3 separate regions of the Mus musculus genome follow, and all the other regions are linked to region 3. A link is a contact called in public HiChIP or PLAC-seq and promoter capture Hi-C data. All regions are on one chromosome and are shown on one strand. The core of a region is the stretch at or near the end of the contact, and the rest is flanking DNA. Distances in the headings are between cores, read along the strand shown. Region 1 overlaps Vps13b (vacuolar protein sorting 13B). Region 2 overlaps Vps13b (vacuolar protein sorting 13B). Region 3 holds the start of Cox6c (cytochrome c oxidase subunit 6C).

Evidence for each region. Promoter capture Hi-C pulls out the DNA fragments that hold promoters and counts their contacts. HiChIP or PLAC-seq counts read pairs in DNA pulled down with a chosen protein or histone mark.
Region 1: a promoter capture Hi-C map of neutrophils shows a contact between it and region 3, with 3 times the contacts expected there. The contact joins the enhancer-like site here to the promoter of Cox6c in region 3. A contact is called at or near these places in 4 of 39 promoter capture datasets (embryonic stem cells, hematopoietic stem and progenitor cells, hippocampal neurons and 1 more) and 3 of 9 other capture datasets (adipose tissue, liver and macrophages).
Region 2: an H3K27ac HiChIP or PLAC-seq map of extraembryonic endoderm stem cells shows a contact between it and region 3, with 2.7 times the contacts expected there. The contact joins the enhancer-like site here to the promoter of Cox6c in region 3. A contact is called at or near these places in 4 of 39 promoter capture datasets (the 3T3-L1 cell line, frontonasal cranial neural crest, liver and 1 more), 3 of 115 datasets of contacts at active chromatin or transcription factors (extraembryonic endoderm stem cells, large pre-B cells and pro-B cells) and 3 of 9 other capture datasets (adipose tissue, liver and macrophages).

Annotation. Positions count from the first base shown.
Region 1 is chr15:35,428,915-35,431,614 of GRCm38.p6, reverse strand. It overlaps Vps13b (vacuolar protein sorting 13B), which reads right to left. Exons shown (of 62, transcript NM_177151.4): 7 at 1,331-1,505. Among named protein-coding and RNA genes, the nearest start is that of Gm24771, 57 kb to the left of the region's middle. Within about 2 kb of position 1,389, at least 9 of the 459 cell types and tissues checked have an H3K27ac peak or open chromatin away from gene starts, as enhancers often do. A contact at or near this core is called in hematopoietic stem and progenitor cells and neutrophils, where this site is marked.
Region 2 is chr15:35,614,198-35,616,897 of GRCm38.p6, reverse strand. All of the region lies in intron 23 of Vps13b (vacuolar protein sorting 13B), which reads right to left. Among named protein-coding and RNA genes, the nearest start is that of Mir599, 45 kb to the left of the region's middle. Within about 2 kb of position 1,352, at least 4 of the 459 cell types and tissues checked have an H3K27ac peak or open chromatin away from gene starts, as enhancers often do. A contact at or near this core is called in extraembryonic endoderm stem cells, where this site is marked.
Region 3 is chr15:35,936,912-35,939,611 of GRCm38.p6, reverse strand. It overlaps Cox6c (cytochrome c oxidase subunit 6C), which reads left to right and starts at 1,366. Exons shown (of 4, transcript NM_053071.2): 1 at 1,366-1,487; 2 at 2,328-2,457. The coding sequence starts at 2,341.

The DNA of each region.
Region 1 (2,700 bases), core at 140-2,639, 510 kb after region 3:
CGGCCATCAGTGATAAGAGAGGCCAATTGGTCGTGCAAACTCTATATGCCTCAGTACAGTGGAACACCAGGGCCAAGAAGTGGGAGTGGGAGGGTGAGGGAGTGGGTGGGGGAGCGTGTGGGGGACTTTTGGCATAGCATTCAAAATGTAAATGAAATAAATACCTAATTTTAATAATTTTAAATAAAAAAAAAAACAGTAAAGAACACATCTGGCTTTGCAAAGGAAAAAAGAAAAAAAAAAAAAAAAAAAAACAGGAAAATTAAGCCAAACTCCTCCAGAAGCAAACAGCAGAGTTGTTTTCTTCCACTGATAAAATAAATAATTAAAATATAAAAATAAATAAACCTAACTACTGTCTTAGGTCCCAGAAAGCAGTAATATTTTCTTCCATGTATGTATGTTCATGTGCTGTTCTAATGTGGAAGCACATGTGAGGGGTGTAGAGACGCAAGGCTGACATTAGGTATCTTCTCCTTTGGTCTGCACCACACTCCTTGAGGCAGGTTCTCACAGTTACTACAGATTCTGACTATCCAGCTTACTCTGCAGAGCCAGCCTCAGCCTTCCAAGGACTGGAAGCCCTGAGGGCCAGCAGAAAGAACACGCAACCTCAGGAGGTTAAGAGTTTGAGGGAACCATCCAGAATATACCAGAGACCTGGGAAGTGAGAGACTCTTGGGACTCAAAGAGAGGGACAATAGATGAAATGCCCTACAGTAGGGAGAGGGAACTTGTAGAGCCTGTCTCCAGCAATAAGACAGGGATGGGGTCGCCATCCCACAGTCAAAACTCTGACTTATAATTGTTCCTGTCTGAAAGCACTGCAGGAATGGAAATGGGAGAGGAGCCTAAGGAAAAGAAGCTCCAGGCCCAAAGCGGGATCCAACTCAAGGGGAGGCCCCAAGACCTGACACTGTTACTGAGGCTATGGAGCACTCACAAAAAGGGACCTAGCATGACTGCCCTCTGAAAGACCCAACAAGCAGCTCAAAGAGTAAGAGGCAGACATTTGCACCCAACCAATGGACAGAAGCAGCTGACCCCTGTGGTTGCATTAGGGGAAAGCTGGAAGTTACTAAAGGCCGGTACTTGTGAAAACACTTGAAATATTTAGTCATCAAAATTATGCAAGTGAAAACCATAAGCTATGATAACACAATCTTCAGAATGGTGACAAATGAAAACATGCTGGCTTCAGCAAATGCTGGCAGGACAGACAGTGACTGGAACGGTCACTTACTGCTGATAGACCTCAGTTTGCTATACTTTTAAAGTTTTAAGTTGTAAAAATGAATAGTTCTAAAAATTAAGTTTCTGTTATACCTACCTGTAAGGTTTGCTAGTGTATCTTTACTGAGACAGGGCGGGTCTTCTGTTTCACCATCTTTAAAGTTGCCTATTTCTCCATAATACAGAGCAATCCCAAGCTGCATTATACGGATAAACATAGGTAGCTGCTGGTCTGTGATAGAAAGCTTCAGACTCTCTACCAAGGTATGGATCTGTAATATGAGACAGTAAAGCACCATCAAGCAGATGTTTGAAGGAGATGTCTTCTAAAGTCAGTAGATCAATGGCAAGTCCTACAATGAGACATTATGTAAAAACCAACAATGTCTCAAGCACTTCTAATAAGAAAACAAAAATAATATACATACAAAAATTTTAGGAATTACAAAATATTTACTGTGATGATTATGCTTTAGAATAAGTCAGATTAAGAAAATTACTATGGAAACAACTAATAATCAAGATACATTCATATGAGATTTCTAGAGTATTTTAGAAAAGAAATTACATAACTAGGTAACTGAGAATATGACTATTTCCTCCCTTCACCCTTTTTTAAAAAATGGGCAAATCTAATTTCATGATGTCATTTTAGTAAAATTTCAATCACTCTTTTCAATTTTATTAATCATAGGCATCCTAAAACCATATGTTAAAATTGGCTAAGAGACTCACATTATAAATATATAAGTATGGAAATAATTAAAGTGTTATTATCAACTACATAAAATAAAGTAACTTTATGATCAAGGATTTTTTCTGATAGTTTTTAAAGAAATTAAAACATGACACAAAAATTTTAAAAAATAAGATTATCACTAAATACAATATAATATCCAAAGTTCTCCTTTGATTGTTAAGAAAGAGACAACTATGGAATGTTAACATAGCTTGACTGTAATAGTTTCCTGCTGTTACATAAATATGGAGAAAAAATAATTAAGCCAACTCTCTTAAAAAGTTTATTGTGTAGCCGGACATGGTGGCGCACGCCTTTAATCCCAGCACTCAGGAGGCAGAGGCAGGTGGATATCTGAGTTCGAGGCCAGCCTGGTCTACAGAGTGAGTTCCAAGACAGCCAGGGCTATACAGAGAAACCCTGTCTTCAGGGGAAAAAAAAAGTTTATCGTGAATAACTAAAATCAAGTCTAAAATCAAGTCTCTTAGGTTTATTGTAAGTAAGCAGCATTGGAGTATCTATGAAGCATGAAAAAGAAATCATAAAAATCATTATTGGAAATCAAGGCACCAAAATAACAGTACTCTCCAGTGGGGAACAATCTAAGTTGCAGGGACAGAAAACTTTCAAACATAATCACGAGTTCCTTAAAAGCTACCTAAGAATCCAACAGTGACTAAGCTGTGAATTGCTTAAAAAGAAATGAGGGGGAAGGGAGAATATATAAA
Region 2 (2,700 bases), core at 103-2,602, 320 kb after region 3:
CATATATATATTTGTAATTACTATATATACTTCTATACCTTTCATACATTATAAGCATAAGAAGAATGTTAAATACAAGAAATAAAAACAGAAATAGAAGTCCTAACACCCTCTTTGCCACTATAGTAGATAGTAAATGTTCCATATATATATATATATATGGAACATTTACTATCTACTATATATATATATATATATATATATATAATAAATAGTGGATATATAGTGAAAAATAGTGGATATTCATACATAGTGGATATTAATGTTCCATCAAATACCATATACATATATGATAAATGTGAACATTCAAAATATCTAAACCAGGAAACTCTGAAATTGGGAGTTTAGGTAATATAATAAATACAGGTAGAGGGTAGTTGGTAACTTGGCTAGAAACAATAATTTCATAGTAGGACATGGTCCGCCCTGCACACCTTGCCTGTTCCAGATATAATATTTTCCTACTAAGGAAAAAAATGAGTACTTTAAATCATCTGTAACTGATTTTAAACTAATTTTTAAACCTGTATCAAATTCTATGCTGTTTACAAAATTAAACCTCTGCCACCATCATCTCCTGTACTTGGAATGATTTCAGATTCTCACTTTAAATAAATAGGTATATTTGTATGTGTTTCCAAACTTTATTCTAACAAATACTAAGTGATGATTATGGAACAAGATCACATTTAAATTTGTTAAAAACGTCACAGTTGACACTGGCACTCTTAGAAAAAATTCCCAACATGCATGCGAGGAAACATGAGAGACTACCTAGTAGGATGTCTTTAGCCTGCTGGGAACTCTGGCCTTTGTTCCTTCCCTGTGAGTGCTCAGGCCCTGCCTTGTACTTTCAGTCTACAAACAAACAAGGCCCAAACATGCAAAGAGTGAGTTAAACTGAACCTTGAGGATCACTGGTATCTACCCCCAAAACGAACATTTAAGTTATAGCTATCATCATACTCTATATTGAGTAACTGTACACATTCTCCAAGGATTAGAAAAAAAAGTAAGTATGTCCACTCTCTATAGGACACTTGAAGAGTTCTAGCAAATATACTAAGGAACTCAAAAATAAAATAGTATTAATGCCATCTACAAGGGAAAGAAATACATGTGTATGGTATTCTTTCACAAGAGTATATGCACACCTCCATGGTCATAAAAGCACAGCAAAGGCAAGAACTGTTACCACTGCAACCAATACCAACTGGCAAACAGAAAGGAGATGTGACATTGTCAAGCCCAATCAACTCTGTGTTTTTAACAAACCCAATTTGCATAAGACCAGCAGCTAAACTCCAATTCCCTGAAGAAAATCACAAAGTCCACAAAAGCAAACATCCTATGGCAATCCACTCCCCTTAGCAACAGCCAGTCAGGATACAATGGTGGGATCACAGTACATAGAGATAACTGAAGACTTCCCGAAGAGAATAGATAACTTAGCCATGCTGCTCATCAGGAGGTTTTGTAGTCCTGTTCGGTTTGTGTAGATTACACCAGAAATGCAGTTTTAAAAATATTAACTTGTTGACCCATAATGAAAAACCCCTAAGTCTGCTGTTACCACAATAGACTTGGGCTCTCACTCTGACCAGGTGCTATGGTGAGAGTCTGAGAGAGCTTGCTCACAAGCTCATTAAAGACCTTTATGAGTTCTACAATTGAACTGACTCCTTGGTAGTCTTCAGATACCTGCAACTTGGGCATAACAACATAAATGCACAATTGGACTTTCCTTGTCAATGCAAATACAAAGAATATGCTAATATATACCACGTGATGTGAGGATCTCAAAAATCTGTTATACTGGGTGAGTAATGTCAGAAGTAAAAGACTGTATACTGTATGATTCTAGTTTATTAAAATATCCAGAGCAGACAATGTTACGGGGGAAAAAAGCAGGTCAGTGTTTGCTTGTGCCAAGAGGTAGAAAAAGAATAATTGCAACTTTGGGATGATTGACATATTATGCTCAACTGTATCATTGGTAATGGTCAGTTTTAAAATAAAACTATCTTAAAATTGTTGAATTCTGTATCTACAATTCCTTGTAGTAATATTGTGTGTGTGTGTGTGTGTGTGTGTGTGTGTGTGTGTGTGTGTGTGTGTGTGAATGAAAGCAGTAGAAGGACATGACAGGGCACTCCTTTAAATCTGACACTCAGCACACAGAGACTAGCAGATCTTTGTGAATTTGAAACCAAGCTGGTCATACTCTGGTTTCTCTTCAGATCGTATGAAACCAAGCTGGTCAACACAGCAAGTTCCTGGAGAACCAGGGCTACAATCGTGAGGCCCTACATCAAAGTAAGAGACAGACAGACAGACAGACAGACAGACACACACACACACACACACACACAAACATACACACATACACAGAGGAGGGAGGGAGGAGGAAGGGGAGAGGTAGGGAAGGATAGAGGGAGAATAGCAGTGAACACTTGCTTTGAACTATCTTAGGAAAACAAAGTTATCACAGGGCTAATCATGTTCTGCTGTATTTTCACCAACTGTGCTAATGCATTCTATTTCTATAATATACCGCTAATGATCTGTCATTGTCCTTAGAGTTTACCAACATTTCTAATACCACAAATACATTCCCTAGGATCACTTGACTAGCTTTCTAGTAACCAGGACAAAAATATTTCCAAAAGGGAGAAAGTCTTAAAATAAGATGAAAGACTT
Region 3 (2,700 bases), core at 117-2,616:
TTAAAATTCCCCTACATTGTATCAGTTCAAAGAACGCTCAGACTGTTCACTGTCATATAAAATCTGCTTGAAGGCTAAAGTTGTATTCTAAGTTTAAATTACTGGGCTTAAGAGATCTATCAATCAAACATGCCTCTAACCTGTAAGCCTCACTTGCCCAAGGGCAGATAATCTCTGGAGTGCTGGGGGCTGTTACTTATGTAAGATAGTGAACTATGGTGTTTTCTCTTCTGTAAACAACCTCACTTGCCCCAACTTTACAGGATAAGCTTGATCACACACAGGTGGAGGTAGGCTGGAGGTTCATAAGGAAATACATTGGGATCTAAGCGTGCCCCTGATTGGACGAAGGTGGGAAGTACTGACCCTTTGGGGGTTGCCTTTATAAGCCTCTGACTGAGTTGTAATGTGGCGATGTATTTTGGGATTCCTAGGTATGCACCTGACAGTGTCCACTGAACTGGCCAATGCTTAATAAAGCTTGTTTTAAATTTGGTTCAAAACTTACAGTAGCCGTTTTCACTATTCTCACCGGGTGGGATTAACCGTAGCCCTGGTACTCTGATCCCGTGAACCTTTCTTTGTAACCATGGGTTCAGTTCAGTGGTTTCACACCTTCAGTTATTCTCCATATAGTGTGATGGTGCATGTGTCACTGCTCAAGCAGGGTTCCTAAGCCCTCTCAAACCCTGCATATATATAAAGTAGGCTTACTCAGCTGACTTAAGTAACACCTGTGAATCTAGTTGATGTCACTGAAGTAAGATAAACGTCCCAAGGCACGAAAAGTCATCTTTAGTCGGCTTTCCAAAAACATCCCTGTTGTTCCCGTTCACACGTTATTTTTTATTAAGAACCCGACACAAATACCCATTACGATTTGTTAAGCAGATCATTGAGTCTGGCAGTGGAGTGGGATCACATCTCTAGTTTGTTCCACAGCATCGGTTCTAAAATTACATGTTAAACTCTGAAATTGGCCTTTCTCGCTCTTTGCCAAAAACCAAGCGTTTATTGTGCCGAGGTAGTTGTAATGAAAATGCTTATTCATGTGGTTTGGGCAATCCTTTGACACAAATGTCATGTCCCCCAAGATATGCCTTTTCTCAAGGTTGGGCATTTAGAAAAAAAAAGCTCTCAGATGATGTAGTGCCTTTATAGAGTATATTATTTTTTCCCCACATGTGAAATATATACGAATTCCTTAATAAGTTCACAACACCGGACAAGATTAATATTTGTAATTTACTGAAGAAACCTTTGTAGGTAGTCAGGACTCGTTTTCAAGGTCCTGTTTAGGGAAAAAAAAAAAAAAAAAAGACATAGTGTAACTGGCATAAATTTCAGCTGTGACCGGCTGGATGCGCGCTTGAATACTTTTGGACTCCTTAGGCCACCGTCGCCGGGTCCTCCATCGACTCTTGCGCATGCGTGCTGCTGGAAGGCTCTCCGTTTCTCCGAGAACCGGGAAGGACGTTGGTGTAGAGGTGAGAATGGTGGAGAGAGAGAGGAGATTCTGGGGTTTGACAACTGCGGGTTTCTCGGCTTCTCGTGGGGGCGGCGAACTAGGATGTCTTGCACGTCACAGCCCAGTGGAGCCTCGGGCCTGCCTTCCTCGTGGGCGCGTTGCCCCCGCCGCGTCCTCAGGAGGCTGCGGGCCTGACCGGCCTGAACTCGGGCGGCCCCGCCATCTCCCCGCGTGCGCTCTTAGGGCTCCGGAGGAGCTCTGCGGAGCCTCAGGGTCTCGCTGGTGGCCGGCCGGGCCCGTTTCCCCTTGTATTTTGCCGCGGCCAGGTTGACCTTGATTGGGTCGTTTGACCTGCGGGGGCTGGTGCTCCAGTTGGATAAGGGGTGCGACCTTGGAGGGGACTCAGGCACCGAGGGGCCCCGGTGGTCGGCCTGGTGTGGGAGTAGAATTGGGAAGCTGGAGGGTCCCCGATCTGTCGCGCCTGCTCCACCGGCCCTCGGGGCGCTTGCTGGGCTCTAGTCCCACAGCTTCAGTGACCTGAGTTCTCCCCGAAGGCTTTTCTTCCTAAGGGTGAATTCTGAAAAGGCAACAGCTAGGTCGCATCTGCCTTTCTGTGGATGGGGGACACTTTTGTCATGGTTTTTGCTCATCGGTTTGTTGCTGGTTACCGCCTTGTTGCGGGTAGTGGAAATGCGTAGGAGAGGAGCGGGCAAAGATGAAGTTGCCAAAGTCATTGACCTTGCAGGAGGGGTTAGGCCGCGATTGTAGATACTAAACTACGTTGTGCATGTAGAGTTCATTCAATCACTTAACCTGTTACAAGCCTTTTTTTTTTCCCCTCCTTGTTTTACTCGCAAAGGACATTGGCTACCATGAGTTCCGGTGCGCTGTTGCCCAAACCACAGATGCGTGGTCTTCTGGCCAAGCGTCTGCGGGTTCATATTGCTGGCGCATTCATTGTGGCCCTGGGAGTTGCCGCTGCCTATAAGGTATGTGCTTTAGGTCACAAGCTGTTCGTTTAAAACATTATTTTTTAAACCTAGTTAAGAGCTGTTTAAAAAAGAAACTCTATCTTCAAGATATTTCCCTCATTTACCTTCCAAAGGCTTCAACGTAACAGAAACCCTATCTTCAAATGAAAATGCGCCACAGTCATTACAGGTTCCCTCTTCCCAGGTATCAAGGTAAAGCTGACAACCAAGAAATCTGATGTTATAATTTACTCTAAGTCT